2 separate regions of the Gossypium hirsutum genome follow, and region 2 is linked to region 1. Evidence: chromatin contacts called from public Hi-C data. All regions are on one chromosome and are shown on one strand. The core of a region is the stretch at or near the end of the contact, and the rest is flanking DNA. Distances in the headings are between cores, read along the strand shown. Region 1 holds the start of LOC107889981 (T-complex protein 1 subunit eta). Region 2 holds the start of LOC107891333 (small RNA degrading nuclease 3).

Region 1 (5,847 bases), core at 3,050-5,549:
TAGACATGAAAGGATTAAAGTTGTTTATCTAACTGACAAGGTTCAGCAAAATTAAGAAGCATACATTAGCTGAAAGCAGTATTTAAGCATGTTGACATATGCGAATGCATGTCCAGGTACATATACCTTTTCATACAAATTTTGAATAACTTAAATAAATTTCCTCCAAGAAAAACATAATTTCATCTCCAATCATAGTAAATTACATTAAGACCACATTGAAATCAGATTAAATTCAATTTCTATTTCACCTAACAAAAAACCTGTATAGGGAACTCCCATTAATTTAACCATTGGGTGGGAGGTAATAGAACATACCTCAAGAGCTTTTGCATAAGAATTAATAAAAAGTTGCGACTTCCCAGCTATTGTGCGTGCATGCTGCCTCAAGTATCGACTTATCTCCATCTTCCACCAAAGGCAAGTTTTAAATATCAAGATCCAAAATTATCTTAAAAATGATTACAAGTTTCGGTAGTTGTTATAAATACATACATCTATTGCACCACCTCCAGCAACTACTGTAGAGTTCTTCAGAGCTCTTCTAACAATCATAATTGCATCATGCAAGCTCCTCTCAGCTTCTTCAATGAACTGAAAATAATTCAGTCTCTAGCATCAGAATGAGAAGTGATAAACGTTAAGAAAAAGAACTCATCAAGATATGGAAAACCTGATCAGCTCCACCACGAAGAACTATAGTGGCTGTCCGTCCTGATGGGCAACCGCTGAATATATTAAACCTCTCATTTCCAACTTGCTTTTCCTCAAAAACTTCACATGTCCCTAGAACCTTCAAAACAAAGAGATTTAAATTCAAGAAGTTCAAAAGAAGGAAATTGAACAGTTTTTGACAGTGAGCAGGAAACTGAAAAGGATGGCTGCATTCCAAACAAAAACAAATATAAAGTGCATAGCAACCTCATCAATTATGTTGTTAACTGATGTCTGTACAGTTCCACCAGTTGCAGCAGCAACCCGCTGAAGGTCTTCCTCAGCTACACGACCAGCACAGAAAATATCTCTATCTGCAAAATACTGTCAACACACAGAGATTCATATCAATAAAACTTGATATATATATATAGGTGTATGTATGTATACATATGAGAGAGAGAGAGAGAGAGAGAGCAACAAAACATGATTTACTAAATGCATCACTTTCTCGGCAAAACTATCAATGAAATAACATAGCAGAAGTAACTAAGTGGTCATATACGAATTATAAAGTATCAAATATCAACATAGACATTTTCTTGACAAACCCACCACAAACACTCATAAAAGTAATGAAGTAAGAAGAGAAAAACGGGCATTTGTCTCAGTCTCTTTTGTTTTTTTTTTTTTGGGGGGGGGGATTTGACAACCATAACCATATATTAACTCAAGCTAGTCACGAATTAACCATAGAAGTACAGATAAGTTAGTTATCAATAGTAAAAGAGACAGACAGAAAGAAAAATGTAACATTTACATTTAAGGCAAAATCTCAGACCTGTGTTGCCAGATCCCCAATAGCCAACCGTGAAAGAACAACTTTGGCACCACTTTTCACACATTTATCCAACTTGTCATAAATGATATTCCATTCTGCATCAACAATTGATTGATATTGTGATGGATCCGAAAGTCTGTAGCATATAAAACAAGGTAGAGTCAATCGCCACTTATTAACAAAGTAATTCAAATCAAAGACAGAAATATTCCCTACCTTATCTCAGCATTTTCCTTCTCAGATTTCAGTTCCAACTCAATGTTCAACAGAAGTATCTTGGGATTCAGAAACTTTTTTGGTTGCTGCTCAAAACCCGCATATGAAAATGTCTTTTTAAAGGCAACACCATTGACCAAAAAGGAGTCCCGCATATTGCCACCTGGAACCTGTAAAAAGAACAAAAACACTACTCAATTTGTTATTCAACACAACTATATTTAATGCAAGAAGCAAACAGAAAAATTTAGACAGGAATTTTATTAGCATCATTGTCCGAAGGAATTTCATTTTAGAGGCAATGCCAGACTCTTACCCCCCACATTGGATTCATAATTTGACATTAGCTAAATAAATTCATGGACCAGATACTCTGCTGCTGGCCCCACCTATGAATATACTATAGTATTATTGAATACCCAAAATTAACTTCCAAAATTGAAACAAATAGGGAATCAGCTAGCCCAATAACTTTAGCCATAATCAAAATAGATTAATATAACTTCTAGTTCCTGAACTTGGTAATTAAGTCCACTTTGGTACTAGTACAATCTTTTTTGGTCCACTTTGGTACTTGCTCTTGGCAAATGTAAAAGTTTGATGATGTGGCACTATGATCATCAAACTTTTACATTTGCCAAGTGCAAGGACCAAAATGGACCTAGTTGCCAAGTTCAGTACCAAAGTGGACCCAATTGCCAGGTTCACAGACTAAAAGTTACATTAACCCATTAAAATAAAATGGTGTCCTAATTGTAATATGGATTTTTACAAGCTAGCCTTCTTATCCTTTGATATGAAGGCTACCTTCCAATGTGCAGTTCTAAAAGCTATCACAAATTTTAACTTTTTTTTCTCCAAAAGTTAACTTCCCCGGATTTTGGACCTTATACAAGGTTCTCCAAAAGAATAGGCTAAAATTGATGCCGCCTCATTTCCTAAAGATACCACTGCAAAACTTAGATTAACATGATAGTAAAAAATCAATGGATGAGAATCTACGTGTAAAGAACAGTCTAGTGCTACACTCAGCTAGAACAGTAACATAGTTCAATATAACATGCACTGGATTGAAAGTGTATCATTTTGCAGATATCAGAAAATATATGATCCTTCCTCAAAGATGAAAGCATAAATATCAGAAAAGGGGGGAAAAGGCTAAAAAGGTTGAAAACTAAACATAAAAAACAATAGTCTAACTTATGGGATAGGGAACTCTCTGGAAGATCCAGTACAAATATCAGAAAAAGGAATAGGTTAAAAAGGTTGAAAATGGGGCATCAAAAATAGGAGTCTACCTTCTTAATTCCAATCATATTCAACCTATCATCATTGCCAATAGCGATAACAGCATCCACAACCATTGATGCAAAGAAATCCTTTTCCCCGCCAATGAGTTTTGAAGAGAGAGTTGTTGCAGCACATTTAGCTAATAAGCTTTTCTTCTCTTCTAGACTTTTGCCCTCTATGCTAACAGCTAGTTCTTTGATCTTCTCAATAGCCTGTCCATTGAATACAACATGCAGCATAAAATAGAAGCATAAAGATCATAGCAACATCTAAACCATGATAGGAGGGGGAAAACACACAAACTCACCAAATAGCAAGCAGTTCGATAGCTCCGAATTAGATTTTGAGGGTGGACTCCATCCTCAACAAAAGGCTTAGCCTCTTTTAAAAACTCTCCTGCTAGTAGTACAACAGTTGTAGTTCCATCACCAACCTGCAAACCTCACACCAAAAAGAAGCTCTCTAAATCATCTAAATGCAATGAATAAATACTGGATCTTGATAACGTCAATTTCATTTACGAGATTAGTTACGTCGAACAGACTAAAAAATTAAAATCTTTGTTCGGTAATGGAAAACGTGGAACTATTAAACCATACTTTAACTGAAATTTGAGAAAAGTTCCGGAACCAGAAATAGAAAGGAGGGAGAAGGTGACCTCGGAGTCCTGAGACTTGGCGATATCGACGAGGATCTTTGCGGCGGGATGGAAAATATCGAGAAGCTTCATGATGGTAGCCCCGTCGTTGGAAATGGTGACGTTCCCCTTGTCGTCGTGAATGAGCTTGTCCATACCCCTGGGACCCAAGGTTGTTCTAACCACGTCAGCGACGGCGGTGCAAGAGTTTATGTTGCTCACTAGCTGCGCCTTGCCCTGGGACGTATCGGTCCCTTCTTTTAAAAGAATGATTTGCGGTTGCTGAGAACAGGGGAAAACAAAAAGAGAAACAGATTAGTAGCAGTTCACAAAAAAAAAAAAGAAGAAGATGCAAGATACTAACAAAAAGCACGTATGAAATGAGGGAGAAGGAGTGTAAAGTTACCAGCATGGCTGCCATTGTTGCTAGGGTTTTGCTTGCTGGTTTTAGGGGAAGAAATGAGCAAAGCGTGAGAGTGAGGGAGAATGTTCTGGTTTTGTTCGCAAGTATTTCTTCGGTATTCTAGGGGTTTATGTTGTAAGTTTGAGAATGGGAGGGCTGAAATGAAATTAATTTCAAATTGGACTCCACATTGGGCCTGGAATTTATGAAATTACTAGAACTACCCTTTCAATTCTTTTGAATGAGTGGATATCTTTCCATTTTGGTTTAGTCCACGACTTGAAATATAAATTATACATTTTTACCTAAATTATATTAGGTTACTCAATTAACTTCAAAAAGTTAACATGCGTGAAAAAAAATTTCGAATCAATTATAACTTCACATGTCATATGCAATTAAAAAGTTCTTAAAATTCTTTCATTTTCCTTTCCTTATTACATTATTTCCTTCTTTTTTCTTTTTCTTTTTTTCTTTTTTTCTTTTTGTCCTTCTTCTCATTTCTTTCTTCTTCCCAAAAATTCCAAATGACTCTCTTTCGGTAAAAGAATACCACAAAATCAAGCCTTATATTTATATCTTAATTTATATTTTTAGACCATTTATTAAAAAAAGATAAACTGATTTTTGTATGTTAGATGAGAGTAAAATAGTTCCTTCCTGTTTTAGGTAAAAAGACTTTTCTAGTCCCTCTCAATTTTAAAATTAATCAAATTAGTCCCTCTCAAAAAATTTTGGAGTAATTTAATCCTTGTCAGTTTCAGAAATGAGCAAGTATGGACAATTAATCACGTCGAAAATGTCTTCCATCAATTGTACATAAATTTGTTTCGTATAATAACAAATTTAGAATTTTGAACTTAATTCTAAAAATACAATAAATTTAGCCTCAACATTCACAGATTTATACAAATGTTGCGGGATAAAATTGTTAAATTAGGACCAAATTGATGAAATGTATAAACGTTGATGGTTAATTTTGTTATTACACCATTTAAAATCATGTACAATTGATGGAAAAAATTAACGTCATGATTAATTATCTTTAATTGCTCACTTTCTAAATTGACAGAGATTAAATTGCTTTGATTTTTTTCGAGAGATTGTGGCGCCCCAAATCCGGTGGGACAATCTAACCTGAATCTAAAACGTCACATTAGTCACTGAGGTGACTCAAAACACATCACAATATTTACACGCATAAATAATTTTTTCCTACTTATCTGATCGATAACGGAAGTCATAAACATGCAATTAGGTCATACATAATCATGAATAAACAAACAAACTTAGTTACATGCTTTAACTAACATAAATCATTCAAATTGTAGTGAGGGCAAAATCATTATTTCACATCTAGTATTTGAACACACATATAACAACAATCTTAGAAATACATTTTAGTTCTAGAATCTTTTTAGAAACATTGTTGAAAGAATCAATTAAATCCAATTGACAATTCTCCGTTAATTTTAAAAACAAGTGTTTTAGGGACCAAATTGAAAGAGTGAAAAAATATTGGAAATAACTATATTACAAAATTATCTTTGAATTTATGAAATTATACATCTAAATCTTAGGTATGTATGTTTTCAATACATTTTATAACCTTTTTGGAATCCAATTGCATTACTTGAAACTTAGGACTAAATTGTAATGTAAAAAACAAACCATGAACGAATAGTGTCACGTTGTGACGACGCGATCACTACGTCGCAATGTGATCTTAAGGAGGCCCCTCGTCTCGACGATGCAACTTAGGGCATCTTGATGCCAATCCCTTGTCGCAATAACATTCGAATGTCG
Region 2 (5,827 bases), core at 597-3,096, 220 kb after region 1:
GCAACGATTTCAAAAACGTAAAAATTATCAAAAACCAAGCTAGAACGTACCTTGAATCAAGCTTGAAAGAGCTGAACCCTGGTTTCTTTTCTCTTTTCTTTTGTTTTAATGTTTCGGTCATGGAAATAATAATATGAACATTGTTTCTTATTATATGTTTTATTATATACTTATTATTACTTATTTTACTATTATAACCTTAGTTATAAAATTATAAGGTTATAAAAATTATAAAATCATATATAACATACCCATTAACGTCCACTTCACTTAATATTGGGCTAATTGCAACATAAAGGCTTCCATTTAAAAAGCCAAGTGCAATTCAGCCTCTTTTAGAAATAACCACCTAATTTTCATTTTACGCTATTAAGTCCTTTTATTTAATCGGGCACTCAAATGACAAAATTAAATCACGAAAAATTCACAGACATAAATTCACAAAAAATAAACACAGAAAATAATTTTAAAATATTTTTTTCGGTCGGATTCGTGGTCCTGAAACCATTGTTCCGATTAGGGTTTAAATCGGGCTGTTACAACTTGACCGTGCGACCTCAATTTAGTGCGACCTCAATTTAGTTGATGAAGTCATAAACAGAGAGTTACACGGGCTGAGGACATGGGCGTGTCCCAAGCCACACAGGCGTATGAGACCACACGGCCTACCCACACGGGCGTGTGACCCTCCAAAATAGGAAAAAAATTTAGTATTGTATAAGTTCCGAGAGTTCTCAGTTTAGTCCCGAACCACACCCAATATATATTTTGGGCCTCGACGGCCATATAAGGGACGATATGCATGTGAATGAAAAGTTTTAAATTTGGGAAAAATTTTATGGCTTGAAAAGTTTTAAATTTGGGAAAAATTTTATGGCTCGGTTTTGTATGATTGTGTGAGTTTATGTTCAGTAACGCCTTGTACCCTGTTCTGGCGTCGAATACGGGTAAGGGGTGTTATAATTATTATCCGATATTACTAATGAGTAAACCTCTAGCAACAAGATAAAAAACGAAATTTTCCTTCCATGAAATGAAATTCAAATTTGGAGAAACAAATAAAACGAATTTTATATTTCTCTATTGCATATGTATATATAATTTAAATAGAGAAAAAGTAGAATAGAAATATAGAGTTTTGCATCTTTCTATCCCGAAAATTCTATTTTTACTAATAGTTTCTAGTCTTGGATTGAATTCTAATGAATCGAATCTTTTGACAATTTGTAAACATTATTAGTGCTATATGTCTCAAATTCATAGTACCACATATCCCAAACTTAACTATATTACAAAAAGACATTGAAATAATGAATGTAAAAATATTTAAGTATCAAGTTGAAAAAAGTATAAATATTAGATTCGGAAGAAGTTGTTAAATTCAAGGGTCAAATAAGTATTTAAGCCAAAAAAATTTGAGCTAAATGGTAAGTTCAGCCCATATTAAGATGGTCACCCAATTATTTGTAATTTTTTTTTCATTTAATTAAAAAAAGTGAAATGTTACGTAATGATTACCTAACTATTCAATTCTATCATCGGCTAGTTAATGTAAAAATGAAAACACCCAAATATTCAAGATAGTTGGGTGTCCAAAAAAGACAAAATTGAATAGTTGTGTGAGACCATTTTATAACATTTCATAGTTGGGTGATTAAAAAAATTTACTAATAATTAAATGACCATTTTATAATTTTCTAAAGTTGAGCGACAAAAGAGAAAAAAAATTGCTGGGTGACTATTATGAAATTTACCCAAAAAAAATAAAAAAATTAGTCTCAATTAAAAAGGTTAAAAGAAAACAAATAAAGTTAAACTAATCGTTTAGCAGTTTCTAACCCTAAAGAAACAGCTTTTGACTGTCGTTCCAGATTTTGGCGGTGGTGGTCGCAGGATTATTGCTAGGTTGTAGTAGATTGCGCAAAGAGATTGAATTTAGGGACCATATTTGATATTTAACCGTCTAACTTGTTCCTTCTTTATTGTTCAATTTCGTCCATCTCGGTTTGACTGAAGAATCCAGAAACCCTAACCCCAATAGCTGATAGCTTGCGCCTCCTTCAATCTCTCCCCTTGAATTCCTAATGGACAGGAAGCTTGAAACTTCCGAGAAAAAGGTAAGGCACTTTGATATATTTATATGTTAATTTCCAAAGTACTTATTTTTTAAAATAGAATGTTACATGTTCACTAAATTCAGTTTTCATTCCTTTAAAGTCTAATGCTTTATGCTGAAAATGTACAGGTTCTTGTTGAAATCGTGAAGTTAGTTCAAAAGCGAGGACTGGAAGGAACACAAGGAGGATGGAAGGAGTTTTTGAAAACTTATGACAAAAAGTTTGGTGCTTCTTTGAGTGATCCTTCGAAGCGGTCCAATGATGTCTTAGTATCGTTTCTTAAGACATTTACTAAAGATGATGATTTGGAAGTATATTCATGATCGCTCTTTGTTTTCAATAACAGTATCTTGTTTAATAATCTGGGTTCGAGGATGTGACTGTTATGTTTGTTTGTTTCTATCGCTTGTTTGCAGCTTTTCTCTAGAGTTTTGCAAATTCATTTAAATAGGAACAGAGTTGAACAATTTAGCAAACAATCTCGGGACAATGAAACCCCTGAGCAGGTATACTAGCATTTTTCTGAGGCAATACATATCGCAAGTAGCTCCGTAGTACCATTTTGTGATTGGTCTTGTTAACTGGTTCTGGTGGCAGTGTAGAGTCTTGTTCGTTTAACTCTGGAACACCCACAATATCTGGTTGATTATGCATTCCCTGTAGTTGATGAGGTTCGTCGATCCTATCTCTTTTAGATTTTTACTTTCATCTCATTTATGCTTCTATCCATCCTCCTGAATCCTTATTAGTTATATATGCAGGGATGGATTGTTATCAAGCCCCCTAAAAAATCCCGGGCGCTGAAGTCCAATGCGATGATTGCTGTTGATTGTGAAATGGTTCTCTGTGATGATGGAACTGAAGCATTAGTGAGAGTTTGTGCTGTAGATCGTGATTTACAGGTATCAAGTGAATTTTTGTAATAGAGTTAAGAAAAAGGACCTATGACTCTACAGCATCTTAATATTAACTAGTTTCCAAAATACCACCTCATATGAATGCAAAACTTGCTGTGGGTTCTCCTAAATGTTTCTAATTTGGTAATTTTACCCTCACGTTAGTTGAGTTCAAGGGCAATTAATTGTTAATTATCGTTATCTATCTTGTGCTAGGTAAAAAGGAACTCTTTTTTTTCAGGTCAAAATCAATGAACTTATAAAACCGAACAAAGCAGTGGCTGATTATCGGACTGAGATTACTGGAGTAGCTGCAGGGGACTTGGATGGTGTTACTTGTTCAGTAGCTGACATACAGGTATGCAATGGCTCTAATCTTATTGTTTCTTGGATCTCCTTCAATGTTGTTTATCTGAGCAATGGAAAATTTCTCACAGAAATCCCTGAAGAAGCTGTTATCTAATGGAACTATTTTAGTGGGACATGGTTTGCACAATGATTTGCAAGGTACGTTGCATAATGGCTAAAAGTTATAATTTCATTTTATGGTAGAATCAACTGCCTATAAGACTTGGTTACTTTTTCCATATGGTGGTTTGAGCTATCATTTGCTTTCTTAACATTGAATTGTTATTATATTTTGGATACAGTGTTAAAGATATACCATGCAAGAGTGATTGACACATCCTATATCTTCAAATATTTGGATGCACCTATCTATAGAAAACCATCTTTGAATAACTTGTGCAAGGTAAGTATTAGATAGTGTCTTTTATTTATTTATTTATGTATTGTTATGTTTTATGAAAAGAACCTGAAGTACTACCCATCTTGTTTCTGCATGTATTTCACCCATCAGATTGAGTACTACATCGTTTTCCTTATGCATGTATGCTGTTTAGAGTGTTCTATGAATGACTTTTATCCTTTCACATTGCTGATTACTTGACCACAAACTATGTTACCCTCACTCTTTATTTTCCATAAAGTACCTCTATCTGACACCTAATTCGACACTTATTTGGATGAGTATGGAGGTATAATCCTCCAAATATATGTACAAACTTAGAATGAATTGAGTGTACCAGTAGCAACACTCACCAAGCGTCTGGGTAACCAGCACTAGAACTGCTTTGCTCTTTGTGACTACCTTGCATGGTGCTATAGAAGGCAATAGTCTATTGGTAGTTTTAGATGCTTGTTTTAAATTTTAACTGTTCTGTGCATTGTTTTACAGTCCGTACTGGGATATGAAGTTCGAAAGCCTGGTGCTGCTCATAATTGTCTAGATGATGCATGTGCTGCAATGAAACTAGTTCTTGCTAAGCTAGAGCGTGGTGAAATTACCCTGGTTCCAGATGTATGGACATGTTATTACTGGTTATCTTTAATTTCAATTGTTTACTGTTATCAACTATGTATATTTAGTTTTTCTTGAAAATCAGGTATCTCAACATGAAAGGGAGAAGCTACTACTCCACAGAATACCAGTCTATGTTCATAGAGAAGAAATTTCCAACGTCATTCCTGGAGCTGTTGTGATTGAAGTAAAGGTTGATTATACCTTTCCTGTATCTGGTTTTCCCTTTAGAAATCCCTGGCTTAGCTTTTCTTTACCTTGGATTGCTGCATGTCTTATGTTTAAAAGTTGAGACTAGTGGTTTCTTTTGAGATATTCTATATGAAATAATTATTAATCCCAATAATTGAATTGAACATTTACTGGTAAATTAAGTTTATTCTCGAATACTCTGATAAACTGCATTTCTGAGGCACTTGAAAGGTGAACTATATTCTATATCATTAAATCTCTTAGGTATTCTGTTCTAAGGTAAATATATTATCCTTAAAATGCGAATCGTCTTTCTACAAAATACATGTATTACAGATGTTTTAAAGTTCAGAGAATTGGTCAATGAATTGTCTTCGAAAAGCTCTCTTCCTGGAAACTCTTTCTACTTCATCTTCACTTATCGTTGCTGAGTTTCAAATATGGAAATTTGTTTGTCGGCAGCCAACTAAAAAGCTTCAAGGTCGCCATTACTCTGCAATTGCTGTCTTTAATAGTCCTCAAGAAGCAAACCAAGCATATGAAAATATGGAAGGCGATGAAGAAAAGGCAAGTATCTTTTACTACACTCCTCATTTTTCATTCACATGATAGCATTTTCTTCATGCTTTTTCGATAATCATTTCTCATTCCATGACTAAAAATTATGATGTTTTTAATTGCAATGGAGATGTTTGATTCTCAATGCCTTAATAAGATTAACTTGTTTTATGTCTTTCATAAGGTGCTAACTGTAGGTCCTTTTTTTTGTCTCAGGATTCACATGGACTACCTCAGAAACTTGTTAGCTTTCAGTTTGGCGATGGATCAACTGCTAGTTTATACATCCGTAAAATGGCACAGGAAGATTCACACTGAAGTTTTGTCGAATAAAAGAGCATTCGAGGGCGAGGAGAAATCGATTCAATCCAAAAAGCTGAAGACAGATGTGAAAACCGCGGAGAATGTTATGGAAGATAACAGTGAACTTGATGATCACTTAAAAGAGATAGAACGATTGAAGCAAGAACTGCAGGAGAAAGATGCTAAAATTGTGTTGCAGGATAAGATGATATCTAACCTTCTGAAGAAGGTTGAAGAAATGAAAAAGGTTCTTAATAAAAGGAAATAGGTCATGGAGTAGTGTTTTTACAGTCACTTTTTGGTACACGATTTTACAGTCTATTAACCCCAACCTGGTTCAAGTGTCATGTTCAGTGTTGTTTGAGTTAGGAACACCGTGTCATTTGTCCTAAAAACCGATT

Evidence for each region. A called contact is a pair of places that touch in the nucleus more often than the background predicts.
Region 2: a Hi-C map of leaf shows a contact between it and region 1, with 2.1 times the contacts expected there. The contact joins the promoter of LOC107891333 here to the promoter of LOC107889981 in region 1. A contact is called at or near these places in 3 of 34 Hi-C or Micro-C datasets (leaf and seedling).

What each region holds. Positions count from the first base shown.
Region 1 is chrA11:83,610,951-83,616,797 of Gossypium_hirsutum_v2.1, forward strand. LOC107889981 (T-complex protein 1 subunit eta) reads right to left here and starts at 4,300. Exons shown (of 14, transcript XM_016814514.2): 1 at 4,045-4,300; 2 at 3,660-3,920; 3 at 3,309-3,434; 4 at 3,010-3,213; 5 at 1,712-1,881; 6 at 1,496-1,631; 7 at 922-1,038; 8 at 674-793; 9 at 496-594; 10 at 319-408. The coding sequence starts at 4,059.
Region 2 is chrA11:83,834,596-83,840,422 of Gossypium_hirsutum_v2.1, forward strand. LOC107891333 (small RNA degrading nuclease 3) reads left to right here and starts at 1,847. Exons shown (of 13, transcript XM_016816090.2): 1 at 1,847-2,117; 2 at 2,246-2,428; 3 at 2,534-2,623; 4 at 2,720-2,788; 5 at 2,879-3,019; 6 at 3,255-3,371; 7 at 3,451-3,520; 8 at 3,664-3,764; 9 at 4,251-4,373; 10 at 4,459-4,566; 11 at 5,028-5,132; 12 at 5,340-5,434; 13 at 5,436-5,827. The coding sequence starts at 2,085. The coding sequence ends at 5,694.